Linked DNA regions of Mus musculus: region 2 is linked to region 1. The links are chromatin contacts, called in public Hi-C maps. All regions are on one chromosome and are shown on one strand. Each heading gives the region's core, a stretch centred on a gene start, on an enhancer-like site or on the middle of the called end of the contact. The rest is flanking DNA. Distances are from core to core; before and after follow the strand shown.

Region 1 (6,691 bases), core at 2,184-4,683:
AAGAATACATGTAAATTCATACTTACCATTTTCTATAAAAAAGTTATGCTTTAAAATTTTAATTTCAAAAGGATGTAAAAATACGACATTAATAATCAACTATAATCATATTTATTTTATTTTAAATTTTATTGATTTTTCATTTATATGTTATTATTATAAATTATAATATTATTTATAATAAAATTAACAAATAATATTATTATTTACGAAAACCCATTTCCTACCAAGGGAACACAGCTTCTTAGAATAGAATTTCTATGTCTGCGGAAAGAAAAGTGCACAGTGAGTAGAGGAGTCCTTCAACCAAGCTCTCAATCATAGGTAAATGTCTCAGAAGGACTCGGGGGATCTACTTAGAAAGCTGGCAGCAGGGATTGAAGCACTGAGAAGAATTAAATGCAATGGATATAAAATATTCATAATAATATAAAAAACAATTATCAAAACAGAAATCCATATCGAAACCATATGCCCTGTAATACCTTATAGTGGTGAGATTAGAAAGGAGCCAGCTCACAATAAAAGCTAGGCAGTAGAGAGAGTCTAGCGCATGTCCCGGTTTTCCTTCCTGTAGGTGCAGAACACAGAACAGGTAGACAACCAGGTGGTGGGAAGCTTCTCACAGGAATATTTCAAGTAGAAAGAAAGACTCAGTAAAAAAGATGAGGTGTGACAACTGAGATGAACCCGATTGCTGTGGATCTCGGGTTTGGTGTGTGCATGTGTTGGGAGTGGGCCCAGTCTCCTTCGCAGCCAATCAAGTCTGCAGTTGGAATATTAAATACCTGTGGTGAGGAGGCACTCCGTGCTGTACCCAAGCTTACTGTGCAGGAGCAGTGAGGTGGTGGCCCTGCCCTGGGCTGCAATCTGAAAGCCTGTGATCTGAGTAGAAATCATCAATTAGTGTCTGGTTTCTCTGCCCCTCCCCCACAAGGCATATCCTCACCTTGTAGCCTAGCCTGGCTTCAAACTTGTGATTCTCCTGTCTTAGCCTCCCAAGTTGGTGAACTTGTGTGTGTGTAAGTATACTGCCATTTCTGGCTTGATGAGTGTGTGCGTGCATGTGTGTGTGTGTGTGTGTGTGTGTGTGTGTGTTCAGATACATTTGGTCTGGAGCTCAAGAGGGACACACTGAGGCGGATTGTCCTTTTTAGGTAAGAGATTTATTAGGAAAGTTTTTAATGTCATGGAAAGGCAGCATGGCAGAGGCTCTTAGGAGAGTTCAAGCGTCCATGGGGGGCGGGGCGTGGTCCCTTCTTTCAGGCTTCAGAGCAAGAGGGAGGTTCCATGCCATGTGCTTGATGAGTATTTTATAGCATGTGCTTGCAGTCAGGCTGTGTCTTAGTCCCCAGAGGGCTATGGGGAGGGAGGAGGTGGCAGAGAGGAGGAGAGAAGGAAGAGTGAAGAGAGAGGTGCAGAGACAGAGGACACAACCTCCAAAGGCACACAAACACCCCTAGAGATTTATTTTCTTCAGCTAGATCCCATCTTTTAAAGTTTTTCGCCTTTCCCAACCTAGCACCACCATCAAGGCTTGGGATCAAGAGTCCAAAATATGACCAGTGGGAAATCTTTCCTATTAAACTCCAACGACCATCCCCTTAATAAGAAATGGCACAGTCCACGGTGCAGGTCTGCATTACATAAAATCCCTCAAAGGATCTTGACTAGACTCAGTTTTTTTTTTATCAGAATTAAGTAGTGCTTGCTGCTTTAATGACCCTGCCACCCTCTTTCTTCAAAACAGTGACAGATCCTCTCTTGAACCACCATTTAGTTAAGCCCTTATTTACCTTCTCCCAGCTGGGCATGGGGTTCATAGCACCTCTGTGTTTGTCAGGCCTTGCAAAAATTCTGCTAATTTTGTTTGGCCAAACTCCTCTATACCTGATTGTCTTTAGTGTCTGATTAAGTTCCTCATGGCCCCAGCTCCCCTTAGGTCTTATCACCTTGGCCTGACTTATCAAGACTCCTGGAGTATGGCTCACCTGTGATGTCTCTTCTTTGTTATTCTTCATCTGTAGCCCCTCCCTCCATCCCACTTCTGGGCCATCCATTTCTGCTTGATTCTTTTTGGAGGCCTCCTTTGATCTATTGCAATAATTTTTCTTCTCTGAAAAGAATCTGTAGTTACTTTGCTGCTCAGCTCTGGTTTTTCTGTGACACCAACAGGAGTGTGGAGGCTTTCTTTTTCTTCTCTGCCCATCCTGTCTTTGGGGTTTGCCTGGGATGCTAATTCTTGCCTGTATGGATGGATCCGAAGATCCCATCAAACATGGACCAGCCCCCAAACTGTCTTTTTCGTATTCTGCAATCTCACTTCCATACTAAGTTACCATAACTAAACTAGGATATGTGAAATTCTCTTTTGCCTTTAAATTTTTATTCCTTAATACTATTTCAAACACAGGGGACTGCCATTGTAACTTTTTACTTGGGAGTCCCATGCCTTTTGTATGTTAGCATTTGATTTCCATATAAAAAGGTTCAATTTTTTTTTATTTTGTTTTATGAACTTTCTGAAATGTTCTTGATGGTGATATAATACACCAGTAAGTAAATACTGACTTAGGGAGTGATTTTCTTTTGTCTAACTTCAGCATTCAGGGAAGAACACAGCCGCAGCCATCACTCTGTGGGGCTATGTGGTGTTAATGTAAGGTTTTGATTAGAGACTTTTCATCCCCCATTCTCCACTTATTTTATCAACTCTCAGAATTTTCACTAGTTCTGCAAAGGCATCCCAGGGGGAATCCACGCCATGTTTTAATGGCTCGGGGACAGACAGGATAATGCTACATATCTCTGGGTTTCTTTACATCCGGGCATTTACTCTGTATGCCTCAGGGTCCAGGTAAAATGTTGGCTTGGGTGGCTGATTTGAAACCTGAGCCTCCCACACATCTGCTGTGGACACTGACTGCGGCAGAGAAAGTGACTTCTCTTCAAGTTTTATTTGGGTCATAAAAATTCATGCTGTGTACCGCCTCTTTCGGAATCCGTTCCATTAAATGTGGCTAGGTCCAGAGTACACTCTGGAGGAAGCCAGGAAGGACATTAAAATGCTTAGTCTATGACACACTTCCTTATTTTTGTCATTTTGACATTTATGTGTTGTTTCATTAGGGATTTTTAAGAGAAGACCCCTTTTCGGCAAGAAGTTTTCCCCAGATCGCCATAAGAACCCACAGTTTATAATCAAACAGCTGTCTGGGTTGCATGTCAGCTGAGCCGGACCACCTGCTGGCGGTTAACCTCTGGAAGGTTATTATGAGACAATTGTTGTTGTTGTTTGTTTAAAAAGTTTCAGAGCTTAAGGAAAATATTAGTAATGAGTGACTTAACCTGTTCTGTTTACTGTTCCCCTCAGCTTGCAGATGGCGTTCGGAGGCCAGAGGGAGGATTCCACTAAAGCCAACACTATTTTGCACTTGTTTTGGAGACAAACCATAAAAATAGGCTTGGCAGCAAGGAGTCTGCCCCGGGAGGAGGAGCGGGCAGCATTGCAAAAGCCCTTTAAAAGGAAATAACCATTTGTGGTGACTGGATGCAAACGTACCATCTCAACGCAGCCCTTGGATTCCACACGTGGTCCATATTAAGCTGAGGTCTGGCAGAGCCGCCCACCTTCGGAGCATGTGTCTTTCAGCCATGGCATTCTGGAGTTTGCCATCTGTTTTCTTCACTTCCCTGCTCATCCCTCTCACCAATGGGGGAGACGGCTGAGAGAGTTCTCTCAGACAGCCGCTGGGGGATAATTTTCTAAGTCCTATAAAACCCAGTCTCTGCACATCTTTTTGTATGAACCGATTACAAGGTGACCTGCCTCTCTCCTCGGGTCTATGGGGTCTGAATGCCCTTTGCAGAGGCGGAAATGGCTTTTTTTGTGGTGCAATTAGGGACAGCCAAGGATAGCAGCTAGCAGGATGAGATATTCTGTGAGGGTCAGAAAACCCCATTTCACCCCTATTCTCAGTGTCTTGAAAAGTGACCAGCTTGTGGTGGGCACTCTCTAAATATAAGTGAATGAATACCAGCACCACTATCTCCTTCTGCTTCTCCTCCTCTCCCTGGTCCTCTTCTTTCTGCTGCTGCTTCTCCTCCCCTCCTTTATTGTCTGCTTACTTCCTTGTTTATCACTCAAGTAACACAGTGGTTAGGAAATGTGGTTGACTCTCAGCATTCACATCACAAAAGTGTCAAAATCTTTTCTGGCTGTGAATTACAGAACATTTAGGGTTGAATATTTGGGCAAAAGCCTGCAGCAGCTGACCTACAGAGCCAAAGAAAATGAAAGAGGGAAATATGACTTGGGTCTGAAGCAACAGAATGGGCCTAACTGTGTCGTTGGACAAGTTAATTCATCTCTCTGATTCTCTACTTCTTCTATTATACAGTGGAATAAGGTCAGGTTTCCTACAGGGATTTTTGTTGCCCTGTGAAAGTAAAGCCTGGTGCAGAAGAGAGGCCATGTTTACTACTGTTACTAATGGACTGTTGTTACCCCTCTGTACTGGCTACTTTTGTGTCAACTTGACACAGGCTGGAGTTATCACAGAGAAAGGAGCTTCAGTTGGGGAAATACCTCCATGAGATCCAACTGTAAGGCATTTTCTCAATTAGTGATCAAGGGGGAAAGGCCCCTTGTGGGTGGTGCCATCTCTGGGCTGGTAGTCTTGGTTCTATAAGAGAGCAGGCTGAGCAAGCCAGGGGAAGCAAGCCAGTAAAGAACATCCCTCCATGGCCTCTGCATCAGCTCATGCTTTCTGACCTGCTTGAGTTCCAGTCCTGCATCCTTTGGTGATCAACAGCAATGTGGAAAGTGTAAGCTGAATAAACCCTTTCCTCCCCAGCTTGCTTCTTGGTCATGATGTTTGTGAGGGAATAGAAATCCTGACTAAGACACCCTCTATGAATATAATTATAGCAATGTTATGGTCATTATATTACTTCTTTCTCACACTCACTGAGAAAATTCCCACCATCCACAGCATTTTGTGACAGAAACTGCACAGATTTGGCCAGTTCTGGTCTCTCCCCAGTAACTGAATAACTGAGAGCCAGTCGTTTGACTTCTGAACTTGGCTGTTCCCATGTTTGAAGTTAGAGAAACGATTTTGCTGATGATACCTGGTAGAGAAACTTTGGGTAAAATGAGCTTTTTACATCTGATTCCTTTGTAGAATATTTACTGGTTTTATCAACAAATAGTGCAAAGCTACTTGGTCCACTGTTAAATATTTAAGAGCTCATTGTTTGGTTCTGCTCATTTCACCTAAGCAAGTATTATGCAATTGCTCTGCCCAACCTTGAGCTAAATGCAGCTATACCTATAGTCAGGGGAGCTCTGAGTGTGGTTATGGAAACCGTCCCAAAACTGCACGCAGCTAACTCTGTGATGCTGAAGTTTCTGTATGCTAACTTTGTTCCATGTTCCATATTGATCTCTCAAGACAAAGATGGTAGAGACAGGTCAGAGAGAGAGAGAGAGAGAGAGAGAGAGAGAGAGAGAGAGAGAATAGTTCCTTGCACTTGCATTTGTAAAGGACTCTTTCATGCTTGGGTTGTGCTAGGGCCATCCTAGGAGAACTTGAGGTCAGGGCTTTCACTATTTCATATCTCGGCTCCTGCAAATGACAATGAACTTTGATCTTCTCTTATGAGCGTCCTAAGAGTCTTTTCCTCCACTATGGCGCCGTAGGTAGATTGCTGAGCAGGAGCTCCCACGTAGCTTCTAATGAGTGGATGGAGGGTGCCTTGAGGCCTTATCGTGCCCATGATACTCTCATTCTAGCTGTTAAATCAATGCTTATCTAAAAAAAATAAGTATTGAAAAAATACCTAACATACGTTGAAGTCAAAGCCTGCGCTTGCACTGCGATTTTATGACATGCATAGTTATGGCCATACTCGCCACTTATCCCATTTGCCATTTATTCTGTGTACTCAGTGCTTACAGGAGATTTTTGTAGACGTAGGGCATGCCATTCATTTACAAGTTATTCTTCTGCTTGCTAGTAGTATTCATCTTCACACCCGTGAGCAAAAATAAGTAGAATGTTATAAGCACAAAGTGCTGTCCTTATTTTCTCCTTGTGTTCTCAGTGCCATCCGCTGTAAGGTAGTAATACGGGGAGACACAGTGATGACATGAGTATCTGGTTATGCCCATTGGTTGTTCTTCACTTATTAGTAATCCTGGAGATCTCAATGGATGCTCTAGCACTTTCGTATTTTATAAAATTGCTTCTTTTTTTTTTCTAGTTCCAAGGCATGTGTGGAGTAGAGCTCCTGATGACATTTCAAGACTCCTCCAAGTGTCTAATGTGTAAGTGGTACCGAGTTCTGGGCATAGATTCCATGTGCTGGAAGTCTAGTGGGCTTCTAGGAAGACTGCAAACCAACAGGTCTAAGACCCTCTGGGGTCAACTTCTTGTCCATCAAAGGAGACTCTTTTTCAAAGTTCTGTTCTTATTGGTCTGAGAGAGTGAGTTTTACATCTGTGGAGAACTTTGCAAGTTCAATACAGCCGCACATCTTGGGAAAGAGGGACAGTCTGTTGGGTGTGGTGTGTCTGTTGGATCTGAGCGGAGCTGAACTCATCGTAGAGGAAAACTATTCAGCAGAGAGGCAATGAAGATCTTGTCTTAGGAGCTCTTATTGAGAGCTAGCTTACTCTAGTTCCTGG
Region 2 (6,691 bases), core at 1,116-3,615, 250 kb before region 1:
TTGTGATTACTACAGTGACAGGGTATGGTCCTAGCGGTTAATGAGTAGAGGCCAGCCATGTCACTAAACGTCCTGTTATGTACAGGGCAGGCCCACAAGGAAATGATCTGCCTTGAATATCAATACAGCCAAGCTTGAGGAGACCTGCCTTAGCTTAATCTCTCTCAGTTTACAAATGGGAAAATGGAGTCTGGCGGTGATGGTTTGATATGTGCAAGGATTCATGTGCAATTATTGGCAGAATAAAGTCCCTAACAGCATAGTGCTGTGGTAGAAGCCCCCACTTACTCTCTAACCTTTCCCCTTTCAACCTGCTGCCCTGGAATATTTGTATTCATCTTGCCTCCTTCCTCCTCAACAGTCCCCAAGCTTTCAGTGGCCATGATTTGTTTCCCACAGTTTAGCATTTCAAATTTGCTTTTAGAAGAGCCTGCCTATTTAAGATGAATTGTGTGGGTTCAACCTGCCTCGCTTTCCTCTGCTGGGGAATGGCATTCTTGCAATTTGACACCAGCAATGGGTAGGTTTTTTTTACTGGTCAGCACCTCTGATTGGAAGTTATATAAATCTTTGATTAATTTTAAAAAATGGGCAAATGAGGTAATTGTTACTTCATAAATCTGGCTTAATGAAGAAAATGTTTCTAATTTAGGCACTCACAAAATGAAATGTTAAAAGAGCGGCTTGTGATGAAGAGCGTGGCAGTCTCCTGCCTCCCCTAGTGATGGGATGTGTACTGCTGGGGACTGCCTCTTGCTCCCAGAGCTGCTGGGCCAGGGTTAGGCAGGCAACAAAGGCTTTGGACTCCTTCCCCTTTCTTTATACTCTCCAGAGAGATAAACTAACTGGTCATTACTGGAAGGCAGTGTTTAGGAAAATTCATATCCCAAATATGTATTTAAAAAAACTTTCTATTTCTCTTAAAATTTATTATTATTATTTTTTGAAACAGGGTCTCACTATGTAGCCCAGGCTAGCCTATAACTTACTATGTAGACTAGTGGTTCTCAACCTTCCTAATGTTGCAACCTTTTAATACAGTTCCTCATGTTGTGGTGACCCCTAACCATAAAATTACTTTTATTGCTACTTCATAACTGTAATTTTGTTGTTGTTATGAATTGTAATGTAAATATCCAATATGCAGGATATCTGATATGTGACTTCCAAAGGAGTCCGGACCCACAGGTTGAGAACAATTGATATAGACCCATTTGGCCTCAAACTCAGAGGTTCATCTGTCTCTGCCTCCTAACTGCTAATTAAAGGTGTGTGCAATCATGTCCAGCACAACTCTTTATTCTTTGGTTGTGAGTCTTAGCCTTTAACAATGTGTGTGTGTGTGTGTTTGTGTGTATGTGTGTGTGTGTGAGAGAGAGAGAGATATTTCCAGCCATTATCTTTTTATTCTCTCTCTATTTTTTATTTTTTTGTGTGTCTGTGAACATACTGTTGTGAATAATGAAGTCATCGAGTTAAATAATGTAACTTTATTCTCAACATTTAGCTCATCAGAATCTCTAACATAATGTGAGACACAGTTATTCCTGGTTCTAATTTGAATGGCCTGGGTGGAGTCTAGGAGGGCTAGTGCTTCCTGGCTCGCCTGGTGTGTCTTTGGTGCAGCTTGAATTAAGAATTCATCAGCAGACAACAGCATTCAAATGCCTGCAGAACTTCACTATGCACTGGTTCTTGTGTCTACCATGGAGTTTTGGATTTAATTTACCTAGAGCTCAGCAGCCTTAGCTTTGGGCGAAGGCAGGGGTAAGTGGGGGCGTGGCTCTGAGGAGCTATTAGGAGCCATGCGCCTATATTGTGATATTCACCTGCCTCTACGTCAATAACTTTAGAGTTTATCGGGCAGAGTTACTCTAAATTGCGAGAACACCGATTCTAGTGACAGAAGGAAAAACCCCCTTCAGGGTGCAGGGACAGTAATGTTACAAGATTAGTAATTATAAAGAAAAGCGATGTTTTTCATTGTTGACAAAGGATGAGACCAGCAAGGGGATAGTACTTATTGTGACAGCCTTGTCTTCCCAAGTGACAGAAGATTCGTGAACAGTAGGGAGCTGCCTTTTTGGGGTACAAACAATCCAGTGTAATTGGCACCAACGCTGACAGCCCTGTAGGTTTCCAATTTTACTTTAAAAGGCTGAACCTTTGCCAAGATCTAAGGTCTTCCTCCGATTGGGAGAGCTGAGCTCCCCAGGGTAACCGTTGTGAGGAGCCTGATGCTAGGTCTATAGAGGTCTCCCCCTAGAAGAGGCATCGGGGAAACAGCCCCTGGGCCTGGAATGTTCAGTCTCAGCCACAGTTGGCTTTCTGCTTCTCCACAGAAGCCACTTGGGAGCAGTGTGGCTTTGCTTGTGAGGAAGGCCGCACAGGGAGCCTTCCCGGAACCCACGGCACAGCCGGGGAACCTGGAGTCCCCTGTGATGACAAGTGAAATATTTCACAGAATATAAATCTTTCATCTTGCAAATGTTCCTTTGGTGAGAAATCAGACAGTGGGTAAGGAGTGGGCAGAGTCCTTCCCGGTGAATAAAACGAAAAGGGACGCTTCCTGCCTTTGTTCTGTGACTTGTTAGTGCCAAGTTGTGCTAAAGGAGATTTTTCTGCTTGAGATGGGTTCATTGCCCACAACAGACCCTTTAGCTCACTGACACTATGCATGTGTGGAGCTGGAGCGGAGAGGGGGGAGAGGAGAGAGAGAGAGAGAGAGAGAGAGAGAGAGAGAGAGAGAGAGAGAGAGAGAGAGAGAGAGAGAGAGAGCGCCAGCGAGCCCAGGCCTTCTGGTAAAGGTTAAACAGGAGCATGTGACTTGTATCCTCTCAGTCTTGCTTTCACAAGCACTTAAATAGAGTTGATCTGGGTCTTTGACTTAGGTCCTTAACTATTTATGCAGCTTGCCTCCCAGAAGTCCCATCTAAAGCATCGCTTTATAAAGTTATCATGAGATATCTGTGAGAGGTTATTAGTACTGTGTCCACATTTCTGGGCTCTCGCTGGTTTGTAAGGTCTTTGGGGGTCATTAGAAAGGGAAGAAGAAAGGGAACAGGAAGCTGGGGATGGAAGTCTGGGATGATGGGGCAGGGGTGCAGGGAAGAGGGGCGAGAGAGGATCAGAAGGATCTCCCCCAAACTGTCCTGGCGAGAGGAAGCTGGGTTAAAGAATGGATGCGATCAGCAGAGAAGGTGTCTAGGTTCCTATGAGCTGATGCTCATGGGTAGCTTGGACCCAGCATACAAGCCTACTAGTCATTCTTGCTCTTTGAGTCTCTGAGGAGCAGACATCTGACTAATAAAGATTAGAAGTCAGCTAGTACCAGGCCAACAAGGAAGTGCTTCACTGTAGAGAAAATATACAGGGATACCATGAATGTTTGGGGACTTCACACAGAAAATGAAAGGGGAGTGGATCCCGGGCATCTACAAATGATCTATCTATGACAGAGAAAGTCCTTCAGGTGAGCAGCCCCGAGTAGGGTTGGAGCAGTGACCATGCTCATTGCTTGGTGGGATTTTTGGATTTTTTCTACTGAGGGTTGATATCTGGGAGAGTAAAATCTCTAGATTTGATTGTGCCAGTCATCTGACTGTGAAACCTGAAGGTTACAGACTTCTGCTCCTCAGCAAGGTGTGGGAGAGATGAAAAGCTCTTTCTCTGTTTCTTCCTCCTTGTTTTACACACTGATGCTGCATTTTCCCGTGGAATTCCCACCCACAGGACTACAGTTGCTTTTCCATTGCTGGGAGGGGACACCATGACCAAGGCAATTTAGAAAAGAAGGCGTTTAATTGGGGGTTTGCTTGCTGTTTCAGAGGGTGAGTCTAAGATCATCATGGTGGGGAACATGGCAGTAGGCAGGGCATGGGAGCAATTGAGAGCTGACATTTCATTGTACAAGCAGGAGAGTGGAGAGAGGGGGAAGGAGGCAGGGGTGGGAAGAGGAAGGAACAGAGAGAGGGAGAGGGAGAGGAAGTGAAAACTTGGCCTGCTACAGGTTTTTGAAATCTCAAAGGCCACCTCTAGATACATCTTCTTTCTTCTTCTTCTTCTTCTTCTTCTTCTTCTTCTTCTTCTTCTTCTTCTTCTTCTTCTTCTTCTTCTTCTTCTTCTTCTTCTTCTCCTCCTCCTCTTCTTCTTCTTCTTCTTCTTCTTCTTCTTCTTCTTCTTCTCTTCTTCTTCTTCTTCTTCTTCTTCTTCTTCTTCTTCTTCTTCTTCTTCTTCTTCTTCTTCTTCTTCTTCTTCTTCTTCTTCTCCTTCTCCTCCTTCTCCTTCTCCTTCTCCTTCTCCTCCTCCTCCTCCTCCTTCTCCTCCTCCCCCCTGTCCTCCCCACCCCCTCCTCCTCCTTCTCCTCCTCCCCCCTGTCCTCCCCACCCCCTCCTCCTCCTTCTTCTTCTTGTTTTTGAGACAAGGTTTCTCTGCATAGCCCTGGTTGTCCTGGAACTCACTTTGTAGACCAGGCTGGCCTCGAACTCAGAAATTTGCCTGCCTCTGTCTCCCGAGTGCTGGGATTAAAGGCGCGTGCCACCATACATCTTCAACAAGGTCAAACCTCCTTATCTTTCTCCAAATACTTCCACCAACTAGGTACCAAATATTCAAATCTATGAATATGTGGGGACTGTTCTCATCCAAATCACTACACATGGCTTTGGATCAACCTCCCCTTGAAAGGAAGGAAGGTAACATCACCTATAAACTGACAAACAATTGAGGATCAACCATCCTATTAAGCTGAAAGCCCTCACTCTCCATTTACCTTGAGAACTATGACAGTATTACCTGGCACCCTATAACAAGATCTTAAGTGGTGGTACCTGAATGATCATGTTCAATGGCAGAGCATCTTGGATGGTTAGTGTCTTCATCAGGGATACAGTTGTTGTGATGACCAGACTAGGACCAAGCAACTTGTGTAAGGAATGGCTTGTTGGTTTACACTTCCACAGCATCCACTGTTCATCACTGAAGGAAGTCAAGAAAGAAACTTAAGCAGGGCAGAAACCTGCCTGGAGGCAGTAGCTTATGTAGAGGCCTTTGAGGAGTGCTGCCTTCTGACTTGTTCTGCTGCCTTGATACAGAACCCAGGGCCACCAGCCCAGGGATGGCACTACCTTCAACAGGCTGCACCCTCCCCTAACAATCACTAATTGAGAAAATGTCATACAGGATTGCCTGCAGCCTGATGTTATGGAGGTGTTTTCTCATTTGGGGTTCCCTACTCTCCAGCGACTCTAGCTTATGTCAAGTTGACATAAAACTAGCCAGCACAGTTAGTCAAGGCATTGTATCAACTTGTCCTAGGGGACAGGTAAACAAATATCTATCCATCCTAGATTGGGCACTAATAACAGACCAAAGTCTTGCAAAGCGAGCCAATGAGTTTAACTGTGGTTATTTACAGAAGCACAGGTAAGGGGTTACTTGTAGAAGAATGGGCAGCTTACAAACAAGTATACCACTGAAGAACGTGCCTCTAGCCCTTGCAGCTGTTAAGTATTTACATAGCCTCAGGGAAGGGTAGGGTCTGGTGTGTCTGGTGAACTGCCTTTCAGGCCCTCTCAATGGTCCACATCTTGTGCATGTCTTGGGTGAGTTATCACAGATACTGAGAGTTCAGGAAGACAGCCTTGTCAAATGCCTACAGGACAGCGTTCTACCGCTTCACCTGTGCTTTCACCTCCTCTCTGCTTCCCTGTCTTAGTTATAGCCTGAAACTTAGAGGTGGCTGTGTAGATGTCCTGTTTATGGCTGAACATTCAATAGACACGTATTCTCATAACTTTGATAAGTTACAAGACTCTGCTGTCATTTCCAACCAACACAAGACAAGCATATCCCACTAAGGCTCCAGCAGCAGTAATCTATGGCCATAAACACAATTATTTAGAGGGCAGTTTGACATGATAGGTATCCATTTAACAAAACAATAGCCACCATATCTGGTTGCTGAGAGGACACAGACTAGGCAACTAATTCCCACATTCAGTACCTCTCTTTCAGGAGGGAATTGTACACAGGTTACTCTTGGGGCAGGGCTGGGCTAACTGTTCACCCTTGGATCTAACTTAGTCTTCACTTTGTTTTATCATATATGCCTTCCAGGAACTACTGTTCCAGCTTTAAAGACTGTCAGAGCTCACAGGCACCGAGTTTGGCTGTTGGTTGGTTTCTTCCCTAAGAACTCCATTTTGTCATACATTTTGTCACGTCTGCTTTCCAGGGATCCAGTCAGGTCTCTTTTGTTTGTCTTTTCTTTTTCTTGTCTCCTCTTGATTGTAGTAGCACTTTATGAATGTGATTTACATTCCAGCCTCAATTGTTTTGATCTGCCAGATCTTGTGCCTTGTGAAGATCACATCCCATTTCGGGGCTCAGCAACATCACTAAAGACTCATAGCAACCAGTGTTAAAGTCTCTGCTGAATCACTTTCTTTCTTAACTGCCCTGTGTGCTGGGCCTTGAATCCATCCTCTCAACTACCAGTTCTCTAAGCAATGCCTGTCATTTCTCTATTGTCACCCAATCCCTGATAATCAGCCTTTGGTAACCAAGGGTACCTAGTGGCTCACATGTGCTAGTCCATCAGAGACTAGCTCCCGTTTTACCAACTCAGGTTTAGGCTATCCGGTCTTTGTCTCAGGGAAGTATGTGCAGTCATTTGACTCATCCTTTCTGC

What was found. Hi-C and Micro-C count contacts between places; a contact is called where the count stands out from the background.
Region 2: a Hi-C map of uterus shows a contact between it and region 1, with 8 times the contacts expected there. The contact joins two enhancer-like sites. A contact is called at or near these places in 4 of 484 Hi-C or Micro-C datasets (all in uterus) and 1 of 115 datasets of contacts at active chromatin or transcription factors (fibro-adipogenic progenitors).

Annotation. Positions count from the first base shown.
Region 1 is chr11:19,420,898-19,427,588 of GRCm38.p6, reverse strand. No RefSeq gene overlaps it. Among named protein-coding and RNA genes, the nearest start is that of Gm39601, 190 kb to the left of the region's middle. Within about 2 kb of position 3,433, at least 41 of the 459 cell types and tissues checked have an H3K27ac peak or open chromatin away from gene starts, as enhancers often do. A contact at or near this core is called in uterus, where this site is marked.
Region 2 is chr11:19,666,970-19,673,660 of GRCm38.p6, reverse strand. No RefSeq gene overlaps it. Among named protein-coding and RNA genes, the nearest start is that of Gm39601, 52 kb to the right of the region's middle. Within about 2 kb of position 2,365, at least 13 of the 459 cell types and tissues checked have an H3K27ac peak or open chromatin away from gene starts, as enhancers often do. A contact at or near this core is called in uterus, where this site is marked.